Regions from separate parts of the Mus musculus genome. Here regions 1, 2 and 3 are each linked to region 4. The links are chromatin contacts, called in public Hi-C, Micro-C and promoter capture Hi-C maps. All regions are on one chromosome and are shown on one strand. The core of a region is the stretch at or near the end of the contact, and the rest is flanking DNA. Distances in the headings are between cores, read along the strand shown.

Region 1 (3,450 bases), core at 593-3,092, 150 kb after region 4:
AGTATTGCTCACACTGTGTGTTATCTGGAATAATCTGGGTGAATGAAAAAAAAAATGACAGCTTTTTGTGGGAAACTGCGTAAAAATTGATTGAAGAGGTCCATTCTAATGTAGCAGAAAGACAGGAGATAGATGGTCTAAAATGCCCAGAGCATGGCCAGCCAACCTAGATCGCCCATTGGGGCCACTTTGCATAAACAAAGTTTGACTTTTAAAGATTTTGTTAAGGCATCTGACATTTCCCCTTAGAGCTCTTTGTCATTTTAATTAATTTCTTTCTTCCCTTCTTCCTTCCTTTCCTTTTTTCAGTCTACAATCTTATTTTTTTTAAGTCTGTGCTTAGTTCTGTGCTCAGGCAGCTCAGCTCTGCCATACTGGTCTGTCTTGTTTTATAATAAACATAGTCTTAGAAATTTAAGTAGAAACTCTATCATTTAAATGGAGTCTTTTTAATAAGCTGATTGTATTTATGTCTGAAGGAATTTCTTGACAGTCCTAGGGATAATTTTAATTAATAAATTTTGATGATTTTGCCACTGTCCTGAAGAACCTCTTACCCATATACAAAACTTAAGTTGTAATATGGCACTTTTTTCTATCCTTTAAAGTTTGGTTTGGCATATTCCTTTATATTAGAGTCACAGGAAGATAGGCTGTTGAAGTTTGAGGGAGCTAGGCTTTCATGCAGTAAATACTGATAAACTGTAGTGAAAAGGATTGGAGAGAGCAGCAGTGTGGTGACACTTGGAGGCCGTTTCCTGTGCACCCCTGAAAATGTACGCTGTAGGGCAGAGAAGAGGGAAACGTGGGAGGAAAGGAGAAGTGGACTGACTCACAATGGGAAAGAGCGTGAAGACGGACAAACGGGATGAGTTTAGGACTGCTTCTGAGTGGAACTCAGTGATGCCTTCTCATGTGGGCTGTCAAGCCACTCACAAGTAATTTAACTTGACATAGGCTCTCTGGTCCCAGTACTATAGTCATTAATTGAAACTTAAGAATTTGGGCCAAGTTTGTGGGCCAGCTGCTCCCACCAAAGCATTGTATCAAACCACTTTAGTTGATAAGGCCTATGTGTTTATAGAGAGTCCTGCCAGCACTAATTAAATACTTTAAAGAATAAAGTGAGTATTTACTTGGTCTTTTCAAATTCTGCTTGTAGAGTGTTCATGGCAGACATGCTAAGCAGGTTGGCCACACAGTACCTCTGTGAGCATGGTGGCTGCTATAGTTCCTAAGACGAGGCCTGTTCTCGGGGCCAGTTCCCAGCAAGTAAATATGCTGCCATGGCTCATTGGAAAGTGACCAATAGAGAGACATTTGTTGTTAGTCACTTATCAAGAAATGACTGTGCTTTTGATGATGTTTCCTTCTTTCATTCTGTCTACCCAGGGGTAAGGCAGTAGAGACTGGGTAGGATACAGGCTTGAGATTATATTGGCAGGCAGCTCTGGTGCTGCCTCCTATAGCCAAGTGACAGCTTTCAGCCCAGTCCTTTCTTGAATAGACCTGCTGACTTCTTTCAGTGAATTTCTAGTGTGAATCCTTAAAAGATAATTCAGTTACATCAGATTTGAGTCAGTGGTCCACTGTTGGGGGGGGGGCCTTTATTATTGGAGCCTCAGAAGCAAAGGAGCCCCCTTCCTTTGCCAGTGGTTCTGATGGCGACTTTGCCTCCGCCTCCCTCCCTCCCATGGCACTTAGAACGACTACAGACAGGAGGGAATGGTGCTGGTGAGCATCCCAGAATATGTAGGGCAGCAATCACCAATGAGGATTGTATTGTGGCGTCCAAAGCCAGCTGCCAAGCCAGGGTGTGGCTCAGCAGGAGAGCACTTGTCTAACACCACCGCTTACTACAAAAACAAGCCTTGCCTTGTTTCCAGGAATGGTCTTAGTCTACTGAGTCTACAGTCAGAATGAATCTGGGTCAGGGTGTGAGGTAGTGTAGCTGGAGCTGTTTTGATGAAGTTTGTTAGCATTCCCGGGTTTCCTTTCTTTGCATTAACTCTCAGCTCAGCTCTAGAGAAGGGAGCAGGGGAGGGAGGTAAACTTTTCCTCCAAGCTCTTTAAAATGTGTTCCCATTCCAAGAGCTAAGGCTCTGGGTCCTGTCCTGTGACACGCCCCCTCCCCCAACCATCCCCACTGTAAGCAACACGCTATGCTCTCGGGCTCCCAGAATGGTTAGGGCACTGGCTTTGCTTCGAGTGCGTATATGGGGGATGTTGTTTGTTGTTTTTCAGTAAAGATTGTTAAAAATTACAAACTGGGAGATTTGTTTCCCAAGCTACCTTACAATCAAACTATACTGGGAAGATCCTAATTTCCGGTTGTTTGTGTGTTGCGTACCACAGATGACATCTTTGGCTGGCACTGTTATTGGATTGTATTATTTTGCAGAGCAAATATAGCCTTTGATTTAAAAAAAAGGAAACATGGGCTTTATTTGTTTTATTTTTTTAAGTGGTTCTTGGTTAGCAGCAAAGCTAACACTAAGGTAAATGGCTCTCCTTCGAGCCTTGCTTTGCTGCCTCTGGTTGTGTTATGATGCTACTTCATAGTAAAGTTTCCTGAATGTGTTACTCTGTAAGTGGAGGTAAGTGTTCTTCTGTTTCTCTCTTTTGACAAATGTAAGAGCATAGAATGAGTGGGGTAGGGGAGAGAGAAGCTGGGCATCGGTGTGGGCACCTTACTGACCCGGAACATCCAGACCTAAGAGCATCCTGTAGTCCTTCCCATGTAGCTAGCTATATGGCAGTTTTATCCTTCCAAGGCAGTCTTGTTTCCCTTCCATGAAGGTTTCAACTGTTTCTTATGCATAATCGAACACCATTCTAGAAGCTAGACTGTCTTCTCTACCAGGCCATCTTGTAATTGACACATGTATGATTTCAGTTTTTTATCAGAGGGTCTTGTTCATGCCCAGTTAAAGTGGTGGAGCTGGAGGGAGAGACTCTCAATTATATTAGAACCTTCAACTCTAGGGATTGCTGGGTCCTGGGGGTATAGTAGAGTTGATTCAATGCTTCCGAGCATGCAGGAAGCCCTGGGTTTGAGTAATTCCCATACTCCAGAGCCAGAAGCAAGAGGATCAGTCATTTGTGCCTTCATGGGGAGTTCAAGGCCAGCCTGAGATACAGGAGACCCTGTCTCAAGGGTGGGGGTGGTTTCATGGAGCTTAGGGTATCTATCACTTGTAGCTCAGTGATAGAATGCTTACCTAGTAGCTCACAAGAGGTCTTGAAGTTGACCTCCGATAACACAAGGTACAGGGAGTGTATGTGGAGGGGTGTTTCTCCTGGCTACAAATGCTAGTCTGTTTCTTAAGGTATGTTATTTCTCTGTCCCCACCCTGAAAGAGGGACCTTGGCTTTTTTGTTTGTTTCTTAGTTTTTGTTCTCGTTTTAATTGTGCACCTCATAGAACCTTGGGTTTTCCCCTTAAATATT
Region 2 (3,043 bases), core at 221-2,720, 180 kb after region 4:
CTGGGTTGTGTCAAGCTGACAATAACTAACTAGGACAATAAGCTTTCTCTTTGTCTCATATAGTTTTACCATCATGAATAATGCTGTAACCAAATTCCCTTGAAAGTTTAAAAAGACTGAATGGCAACTGTTGAGGTTTGGTCTGTTGTAATGCTAAACACTGCCCCCCAAAATCTTGTTGCCCCCAGGGACAAGGGGATCCTTAGTACACCAAGTGATGCTTTGTAACCTTGCCCCCCAAGTTATCCCTGATTGGTTAATAAAGATGTCTACAGCCTATAGTTGGGCAGAAGAGAGGTAGGTGGGGCTTCAGTTCCAGGGCTTGGAGTTTGAAGCAGAGACCACAAGGAAGAAAGAGGAGGTGAAGAAGATACTGTGAGGAAGGTGAATCAGGAAAACACCATTTTGAAAGGCTGACCAATTGGAGTAAAAGCAGCCCAGGTAGAACACAGCAAGTTGTAACTCAGGGTTATTGATAGGGAAGTAGATACTAACAGCTTAGAGGGAGATGTCGGCCCAGCTCTTGTGCTGTTTGAGGCTTATTATAAATATAAAGGTTTTGTGTCTTTTACCTGGGAACTGAATGATCAAAGGCAGGGTAGAAACCCCCAATTAATATCAAATGTTTACCACTACAGGCTACTGTAGAGATGGACCAGCCAGTGAAGACTAATTTCTCCAATATATGAGCGTTCCCATTTCCCAACTTCTTTGCTGACAGGAACTCTGACATGTTGTTGACATGTGATTCATTGGGTGTGGGTAAACCTGGATCCGGCTCTATAGGGCTTCCGGCTTCTCACCAGCCGTGTGACTACTGCATAAGTTAACAGTTACCGGACAACAAGATACCTGAGAGAGGTCCCGTAAGGCTCTAGTATGGATGGTGGAGCAGAAGCCAGAGGCCTCAGACCAGACAAATGGCTCATTGCAGTGAACGTTTGCAAGCAAAGAAGTGTGAGCCAAGGGGTATTCTGTGGGACACACTGCAGCTTCCACAACGAGTTGTTTGTTTTTTAATTTGGGTTCTTTTTTTTAAAAGACATGGATGCTGTGTAGGACCTGGGGATACAGCAAAGTTAGCCGCTGCACACTGGGACTTGGCACTCTTTGGCATAGAACGTTGGTTTGTCCTCTTCCCTGAGGTCATCTTTAAGACCAGGAGCTGTTCTGAAAACTCTGGCGATGGGAAGAGGAGATGGGGCCAGAGCGCTCGAGCTGTGGGGAGAGCTTCTTCTGGGTACCTCACCAGGCCGTCCGTGTTCCTTTCCCATTTCATCCTCTGCGTCCATATCCGTGTCACTCATGAAGACAGGAGAGCTAAATGGCAGGTGGGTTCCTAGTACAAGCCCCTAAAAATAGCAGAGGCAGGGCTCCGCTCCAAAACGCCGGCAGTATCAGCAAGCTAATTAAGAAATCTGCTGATGATGACGAGGAGCTGGCGAGCTTCCCGTTCCCATCAACTGCTGCAGACGGAGAGAGCAGGCTCCTTCATGTCAGAGATCCGGAAAAGCCCACGTCTCTGTGCATATGCTCTGAGATGAGATGACATTTCGGTGGAAAGCTGTGCCGGGTTTCCATTTAAGCACCTAGATCCGTGGCCAGTTCTCGGAGTTCCTTTTCATTTTTCTTTCCATTTGCCCGTTTAAGTTCCATGATGCTTAGTTTTGAATCCAGCCCCAGTTAGATGAACTCTGCCCAGCTTCAGACGAACTGAAGAAAGGAGAGAACTTCAGGCTTGCTTTATTTAAGCTCCTCAGCCAGTGCTCCACTACATTTTAAAGTGTGTGTGTGTGTGTGTGTGTGTGCGCGCGCGCGCACACGCTTGTGCCCCCAAGAGGCCACAGGCATCCTGGAACTGGAATTACAGGTGTTTGTGAGCTGCTTCCTATGGGTCCTAGAGACCAAACTCATGTCCTTTGTTTGGATGAGACATCCTTGTTCATAACCACTGAGCCGTCTCGCCAGCCATATCTAATCTTATGTACTCAGCCCATCTCCTTAGGGATAGCACCACCCACAGTGAGCTAGGCTCTCCTAAATTCATGACCAATCAAGAAAATGCCTGCACAGACATCCCTGCAGGCCAGTAAACAGTATTCCTTCAGGGTTCATGCTCCAGGTTCCTGTCTTGACTTCCAGCCAAGGAATAGAATGTCTTCCCTTATTACTAGCTCTGGATTACAGCAGACTGCTGCTCCTCCATATCAAATGGTATGTTGAACAATAGTTAGGGCATGGAGCAAGTGGGTTGGTAAAGGGAACACAATGGGGGGGGGGGGCAGCAACTAGAAGAGCTGGCTGTGCTGATGCTTGTCTATAATTCTAGTACTCCAGGCTCAGAGGAGTCAAGAGTTCAAGACCAGCCTAAGCTGTAGGAAGACCTTTTATCAAAAAACAAAGAGAGGGACAGAGAGAGAAGAAGGGAAGAATAGAGAAAGGAAGAAGAGGAAGGAAGGAAGGAAGGAGGAAGAGGAAGAGGAAGAGGAAGGGAGGGAGAGAACCCTGACCTGTACCTTCCTGGAGTGTGGCTCTCCTCTCTTCCTGCTCTTTCTGTGAGTAGCTGGCCCCTAAGCTAGCGCCTGCTGAGAGGGCTGTAAGCCTTTTCCCTATCTGTCTGATATTCAGAGATGAGGGCCATGGAGGTACCTTTCCGCCTTCTGTTTGTTAGTCTTGCATGTCCAGTAGCTGTCCAGCATGTCCCATAGTCTCCCTTCCCACACAATGCATGAAACCTTCTATTTTGCTCCTTGGTTTTGTCAGTTTAAATAAAGGAAAACGCTTAGCTATTAGGGAAACCATGGGCTAGGGGTGGGCCTAGGTTCTGGTCACCACTGGGAAGATTCTGGACCCGCTGGGAGCTGCCTTCCAGCTATTCCCGGCCACATGTGGTTGGAGTACTGAATGCATACTGCTGTCAAGACTTCCAAGCTCTGTCATAACTTCCTGCCTTTGACCAACTGCTATGAATAGTTTTCTATGGGTCATTATTTGGTGCCTGTGCTCCATATTTTCTGATTGCCCTCTCATATCTACCTTTTGT
Region 3 (3,500 bases), core at 41-2,540, 150 kb before region 4:
CAACTAATGAGGCCAATATTCATCTCTCTGCTTCTTGATTGTCAGTGCCTGTGACCAGCCACACCCCCTGCCATCATGCCTTCCTGGCCATAATAAACCAAACCAAGACCTTCCTTCTTTAAGTTGCTTCTTGTTGGGTATTTGGTCACAGCTGGGGAAAAAATACCTAATATATCTCCTAAGGTGAGGTCGGCAGACTGCAATCAAAACACCTTGTACAGGATGCTGGAGGCACCAGTTCTGCCCCAGTCCCTCTGGGCTCACCCTTGATCTTTCTCCTCCTCCACTCCTCTCCTGTGGAAGCTAGTCCCTGCTCTCTACTGATCTCTCTTTTGTGGGCTCAGGAGAAAAGAATAGAGAACAAAGAGATGTCGAGGAGGCTGCTAAAGAGCTTTTGCTCAAGGCACTCAGGTCCCTGTATCCTGCTTTAGAAACTATTTTCCCCTAAACATCACCCCACACATGTCTTCTGGGGACCACAGTCCATCCAGTGCACCTCTGGATTCAAGGTGGCATGCCACCCACCTGGCTTTACTAAGGTCTGGGAGGAAATGGTTCCCTGGGATGCTAAGGAGCTGGTGGAAGCCCCTGAACTCAAGGCTCCCAGCCCAATAGCAGGCAGAGCTAGTCCTGGTCTGGAACTGTCCTTTCCCTAGGCTGGGCTCATCCTCAGCACATAAAAGCCACAACATTGTGTAAACAGCCAGACAGTGCCATCCCACATCAGCCCATACCTGCCAGGGCTCTCAAGTGTTTTTCTGACCTCTCCCGACCCCCGCCCACCTCTTGTTCTTACTGGAAAAATTCCTCCCCAGAGTTTCCAAATTCAAAAGGGAGAAAAGGAAGATTCCCTTCCATTTTGATTGTGGATGAAAATAAATCCATTGTAAGTTTCTTACCCCAAATCAGATTCGCTAACGAACTGGTCCAGGGCTGTTAAGGACAAATGTGAATGTTTTCAGAGGTGTTTTTGGAAAATCACGGACAGTGGCCAGGAGACGAACCTGCTGAGCTGTGGTTATTGGCATCGTGATTCAAAGCAGGAAATTCCTTACATAACTCACCCTCTCCCAAGCCTGCTGGGAGCAGGAGAGTCCAACTCCTCCCTGGGCTCCCTTCTGTTCCCAGACTGCTACCCACTGGGCCTGAACATGGCTGACCATCTACTTACTAAGCCAGAGCAAATGTGCATGCCTATCCTTCAAATCCCTTCAAGGCCAGACTCTAGGGGAGAAGATAAGGAAAATACTAACCACTCCCTCCATAAGGCTCCACGTCTTCTCCTTCTATGCAATGTAACCAGTGAGCAAATAAGATACCCTCTCCAGGCAACATTCCATTCTAGAATATTCCTTCTGGTACCATACCAACCCCCACCTTCCACTTCTCTAACCTCTAAGGATCTAAGACAGACAGACAGACACGCAGACAGACAGATGGACACACACACACAGAATCTATCAGTCTGGGTAGGCTAATTACTACAACAAGCACCTCAGTGAACGAACACAATGACAGTTTCACATTTGCTCACATTTAATAGCTGCTCATCTAAGCTGAGCCATGACTACACAGGGGACTTTCATTTGCTTTCTAAGCTATATTTTCTGCTTTCTAAGTCACAGTTCTTTAAGGAACCGTAGCTTGCACATTTTTTATGGAAGCAAGAGTTCTCCTCGGTTCTTCTTTACAGTTTGGAGTATAAGGAACAGATCCCAAAGTGCACTGTGTGAACCCCACAAAGTTGGCAGAGATCCGGTCCGTCATGTTCAGTCAGTGCCGCCATTAGCGGGCCTAACCCTTTCTCCACTGACACGCTGCTCTGGCAAGCAGAGCTTCCGGCCTCACAGACACATGGAAGCTGAATTGCCCAAAGGATTCTTGCGCCTGGCAGAGAATACTCTGCGCACATGGACATTGCAGGAGGACATTCTGGCCTGGCCTGGCCTGACACAAGACTACACGTATCACTGAGTCACTGATGATGGCAGTCCTAGCGGGATGAATGGATGCGTCGTCTGCCTTGGAGGCCAGCACTCTGTGACTCCATCTGTGCTTCTGTTGTCAAACCAAATTACCTCACTTATGGATTTAAAATAGAATCCAGACCAAAGGTGCTGGCTGTGTAGACAGGGAGGGAGGATTCAGTAGACGCGATTCTGGGTACCAAGCCAGAAGAGAAGGCTGGAAGCTGACACAGGCATTCCCACTGTTCAAAACCTGTGGCTTCTTTCTACATTCCTTTGCTCATTCATTCAACACTTTACCTACAGACTGAATGGGTCTATTCCCTTGGGCATGTCTGACTCCCGTGGACCATGTCACCAAACCCGCTTGCCTTTTGGCTGCCATTTAGGTCAGGGTATCAGGAGGCAAGAGGTATAAACAGGAAGTTGAAAGGAGAGAGTCTGAAGAGTAACAGCAGGAAAATCGCAAAACATGAGGTTGCCCAGCTTTAGAGCCAATCAGAGCTGAGGTTGCCCAGCTTTAGAGCCAATCAGAGCTGAGGTTGCCCAGCTTTAGAGCCAATCAGAGCTGAGGTTGCCCAGCTTTAGAGCCAATCAGAGCTGAGGTTGCCCAGCTTTAGACCAATCAGAGCTGAGGTTGCCCAGCTTTAGAGCCAATCAGAGCTGAGGTTGCCCAGCTTTAGAGCCAATCAGAGCTGAGGTTGCCCAGCTTTAGAGCCAATCAGCAAACATCCAAGGAAGCCCTATTCTCTCAAGGTCCTTTGGACAATCCTTTAGATTTATAAAATAAGTTCTATGAGCAAGCATGACACCAGAAGCCGGCTAGTATCAGAGCCAGGAGAACTAACTTCATAAGATGCAATCGTGTGCTGGGTCAGCTCCTACCATGCAGGATGCCCAAGAGCCCATTGTTAGAATTTCAGAAACTTGAAAGCTGCTTTCTAAACCACTTAGTAGCTTCAGGTCAGCCTTAGTGGGAGTATGTTCATCAGAGAAATTGGCAGGCAAACTAGGTTTTCTCCCCAGTCCCTGAGAACGGATTAACCAACCCTCTATTTAAGGGTTCTAGAAACAGAAGGCTGTGAGGCCGGTTAGAGGAGTCATTTTGCATGCATAATCTCATAGGCTCAGGCTGAAGCCCCAGGTCTCCTAACAGAGTGACCTTCGGTAGATTTTTTTGACCCCTCTGAGCCTGTTTCTTATTGTGTCTATAGTGTCTATGCGCTGAATACAGAGTCTGTAGCAGGTATTGGTCTCAGCTCTTACACATATTAATTCCATTCCTAATAGCATTCTTCAGAAAGGAAACTACCTGTCTCCTCGTTCTGCAGAGAGGGAAATGGAGGCAAAGGTTGGGTGGAGGAACCACACTAAGACTTCACAGCTAGTAGCTGTCAGAATAACAAGAGCAGGCAGCCTGCCCCTGAGCTTTGCCTGGCTTCCAGCCCTGCACTGCCTGATCCGGTGGTCACTGGCCACCCCACACTACAGAGAGCTTCATCTTGGTTGACTGATATTGAGGATACAATCACA
Region 4 (3,525 bases), core at 628-3,127:
AAAACTGAGTAATATGGGCTGGTGAGATGGCTCACCGGGTAAGAGTACTGACTGCTCTCCCGAAGGTCCTGAGTTCAAATCCCAGCAACCACATGGTGGTTCACAACCACCCATAAAGAGATCTGACGCCCTCTTCTAGTGCAGATGAAGTCAGCTACAGTGTACTTATGTATATTAATAAATAAATCTTTAAAAAAAAAAAAAAAACTGAGTAATATTCCTTTGTGTGTTCATCATGTTTCGTTTATCCACTCACTCACTCATCATCCATTCATCTATGGATGCTTCAGTTCTTCCCAAAGGTGACAAAAAATAACTCTCTTGACTGACTCCTGGCTTTTTAAAATGCTTTCTTTTCTTGAGGCCAATCAAAGCTCTCCTGTACACACTATACTCCTGGGAGCTAGTGACAACTGTCAGTGGCTTGTGTTTAATGGTAACTCAGGATATTATATGCTATAAATGTATGTAACAGAACTATTACATGGAAGCCTGGCTTTTCAAAAAATCTAGTAGTGCATTTAATTTAACTACTTTGAGGGGGGACAAGCATGATGTAATGTCATAAAGTTGTGCTTAAAAGCATTAACTGGCTGGGCAGTGGTGGCGCATGCCTTTAATCCCAGCACTTGGGAGGCATAGGAAGGTGAATTTCTGAGTTTGAGGCCAGCCTGGTCTACAGAGTGAGTTCTAGGACAGTCAGGCCTTCACAGAGAAACCCTGGGGGGGGGGGGGGGGCGGGGAAGAAAAAAAAAGGCATTAACTGTTTAATTTTGGAGAAATTATGTAATCACTGGAAGTCTTTGCTTCCAAATTAAATCTGAGATATTTAATTGCATTACTCCAAATATATAAATGAAATACACACATACACCAGGTATAAAGGGATTCAACAATCAAGACTAACACTTGCTCCAGTGAGCAGACAATATGTTGTCAATACAACAGAAAACTTCATTTCTACAGAACAATTTACCATACCACTTCTGAGATGGTTTATGTACAAAACTCAGATTTAGGTAATTTTCAAAAAATACTGGTAAACTGGCAAGAACCAGTACCAAAAACAGTTTAAAAACAAAACAGTCCTGCTGAAAAAGATGGTCCGTAAACGTTTGCTATGTTGCCTCTTAATTGTACTCATGAATCGAGTGTCTAAAGCCGTGTTCAGGAGTGCCAGACCTCGTACGAAATGTTTGACATCTAAGTCCTCCCCACTAACGACCGGCACCGTGTTCCTGGAACCAGGACAAATCAAAACCCATCCACTTCTTCAAGCATCTCTGAGGGGTTCCAATTACCAAAGATGACCCCAGCCCCAGCTTTTTCACAGCGATGTCACCGTCCGCCGTGGCTGTGACAACGGTGCAGGGCGGCACGTGCTGAGCCCGTGGCACCGCCTCGCGGCTGGCAAGACCTCCTCACCCCCATGCCCCATGACCGGCCCACGGCCCCCTTCCAGACCAGCTTCCTTCCAGCCTCGCCTGGGTCCCACAGCCCGGGACTTGAGCCGTACCTCGGCGGTAGATGGCCTGCCTACACCTGAAGGATATTGGGGGGACGAAGCGGCTTCGGGGGCGCGCGCCTGGCTGCCCGGGACCCCGCCGCTCCGCCTCCCCTTCACACGCCCGTTTCGAGGGCCAAACTGTCGCCGCGCCGCGCGCCATTCAAACGGAGGCGGCGCGGGGCTGCAGGCCGGAGCGCGGCGAGAGCGGGCCCTGCGCACACGCTCGCGCCCGCACTGCCAACGGCCCGACTGCACCAGCGCTCCCCACTCGCCGGCCCCGCCCCCCGTGGGTCCCCGCGGGTCCCTCGCGGGCCCGCCGCGCTCACCCGAATTTACCGCCAACAGCGCCGCCATCTTGGAGGAGGACTGAGAGAGCGCTCCTGCCGCGGGGAGGACCCCGGGCCCGAGGGCCTGCCCGCGTCGACGCCTGAACACAAGGGCGTCCCCAGGGCCTCCGAGAACGCCATGCGAGGCTCGAGCGGGTGTGCACAAGGCTCCCCGCCCTGCTCTGGCCTAGGGCCATCGAGTCTAACTGCGACCATTACCGTTAAAACAAGCCGAGGGCAGCCGGTTCGGAGACTAGCTGTGCAATGCATCATGGGACCCGTAGTTTTATTTCGAGTGAGCCGTGCAGTTGACTAGTGTTCAAAAAAGGGAAATCAGTGAAACTGAAAAAGTTCTTGCTGGGCGTGGTGGCGCACGCCTTTAATCCCATCACTCGGGAGGCAGAGGCAGGCGGATTTCTAAGTTCAAGGCCAGCCTGGTCTACAAAGTGAGTTCCAGGACAACCAGGGCTATACAGGCTATATACCCTGTCTCAAAAAAAAAAAAAAAAAAAAAGAGAAAAAATTCTCATGACCTTCATTTCAAGTTAAATTTTATTTGAATAGCCATCCCCCTTACCTTAAGAGAGTAGAGTGAAGTGAGTAAGTGATTAAGGAATTTCTATTTAATAAGTATATTCTGTAGACATAATCACATTGTGCTTCGAAAATTACAGACAGGGCCTGGAGAGATGGTTCAGAGGTTAAGAGCACTGAGTGCTCTTCCAAAGGTCCTGAGTTCAAATCCCAGTAACCATGTGGTGGCTGACAACCATTTGTAATGAGATCTGACGCCCTCTTCTGGGATGTCTGAAGACAACTACAGTGTACTTACATATAATAAATAAATAAATCTTTGGAAAAAAAAAAGAAAATTACAGACAGCGACAAAATTTGAGTACTGCCTGCCTGACTTCAAAAGTGTCACCCATTTGCTTCCTCATCCCCAACATGTTGAGTCAAATTCGACATAAATTTCACAAACACCAAATGTTTTTTCTACCTAAGCAACCAAAACTACTAAACTTACTCGTTAAATTTAAAATTTGCTAGCCGGGCGTGGTGGCCCACGCCTTTAATCCCAGCACTTGGGAGGCAGAGGCAGGCAGATTTTCTGAGTTCTAGGCCAGCATGGTCTACAGAGTGAGTTCCAAGACAGCCAGGGCTATACAGAGAAACCCTGTCTCAAAAAAACAAAAAGAAGAAAGAAAGGAAAAACACGTTACAGAATAGAATGGAAGCGGGCTAGTGAGATAAGAACCTAAAAAGCCTACTAAGTAACTTCTACATACGTTAGAAGTACTAATTCTGTCTTAAGCTTTCATTAAGTCTACTGTAAAATATAATGATTTCTGTGAATGATTGATGTCAGTAGCGATCTGCTTGAAAGCTCTTCGCTTATATTTGGAAGCCTTCAATGGAGAGTTCTAAGCCAAGCACCTCTTTCACTAGCGACTGACCAGACTGCCCTTACAGCAGCCCTGCTATTCTGGAGAGTTTACAGACACCCTGGGGATATGCTCACATTTGCACAGCTGAAGACATGCTCCAGTCATGGTCACTCCACAGCCTGTACTAGCCTTTGAATGCACTGGAATTAGACTAGCCTAAGTGAACTCCCAGTGACCCTGTGACCATTTTCAAGCAGGCTATAGGAGGAGCACTCTTCCTGGTGTTCGATCATCAGAGGACTTG

What was found. Promoter capture Hi-C pulls out the DNA fragments that hold promoters and counts their contacts. Hi-C and Micro-C count contacts between places; a contact is called where the count stands out from the background.
Region 1: a contact with region 4 is called in a promoter capture Hi-C map of neural stem cells. The contact joins the enhancer-like site here to the promoter of Nup205 in region 4. A contact is called at or near these places in 4 of 39 promoter capture datasets (the HPC-7 cell line, cranial neural crest, neural stem cells and 1 more), 1 of 484 Hi-C or Micro-C datasets (nephron progenitors), 1 of 115 datasets of contacts at active chromatin or transcription factors (microglia) and 2 of 9 other capture datasets (adipose tissue and liver).
Region 2: a Hi-C map of cerebral cortex shows a contact between it and region 4, with 4 times the contacts expected there. The contact joins the enhancer-like site here to the promoter of Nup205 in region 4. A contact is called at or near these places in 6 of 39 promoter capture datasets (the 3T3-L1 cell line, 3T3-L1-derived adipocytes, the C10 cell line and 2 more), 1 of 15 datasets of contacts at CTCF or cohesin (embryonic stem cells), 35 of 484 Hi-C or Micro-C datasets (the AML12 cell line, the Ba/F3 cell line, the G1E-ER4 cell line and 19 more), 2 of 115 datasets of contacts at active chromatin or transcription factors (PVALB interneurons and astrocytes) and 2 of 9 other capture datasets (adipose tissue and liver).
Region 3: a contact with region 4 is called in a Micro-C map of embryonic stem cells, with 2.2 times the contacts expected there. The contact joins the promoter of 1700065J11Rik here to the promoter of Nup205 in region 4. A contact is called at or near these places in 7 of 39 promoter capture datasets (the 3T3-L1 cell line, embryonic stem cells, hippocampal neurons and 3 more), 1 of 484 Hi-C or Micro-C datasets (embryonic stem cells) and 1 of 115 datasets of contacts at active chromatin or transcription factors (pancreatic cancer cells).

Annotation. Positions count from the first base shown.
Region 1 is chr6:35,025,868-35,029,317 of GRCm38.p6, reverse strand. All of the region lies in intron 10 of Cnot4 (CCR4-NOT transcription complex, subunit 4), which reads left to right. Among named protein-coding and RNA genes, the nearest start is that of Slc23a4, 50 kb to the right of the region's middle. Within about 2 kb of position 1,842, at least 42 of the 459 cell types and tissues checked have an H3K27ac peak or open chromatin away from gene starts, as enhancers often do. A contact at or near this core is called in neural stem cells, where this site is marked.
Region 2 is chr6:35,000,793-35,003,835 of GRCm38.p6, reverse strand. No RefSeq gene overlaps it. Among named protein-coding and RNA genes, the nearest start is that of Slc23a4, 24 kb to the right of the region's middle. Within about 2 kb of position 1,470, at least 29 of the 459 cell types and tissues checked have an H3K27ac peak or open chromatin away from gene starts, as enhancers often do. A contact at or near this core is called in the HL-1 cell line, the N1E-115 cell line, PVALB interneurons and 4 more, where this site is marked.
Region 3 is chr6:35,328,636-35,332,135 of GRCm38.p6, reverse strand. It overlaps 1700065J11Rik (RIKEN cDNA 1700065J11 gene), which reads right to left and starts at 1,290. Exons shown (of 3, transcript NR_040526.1): 1 at 1,254-1,290.
Region 4 is chr6:35,175,968-35,179,492 of GRCm38.p6, reverse strand. Nup205 (nucleoporin 205) reads right to left here and starts at 1,877. Exons shown (of 43, transcript NM_027513.1): 1 at 1,834-1,877. The coding sequence starts at 1,861.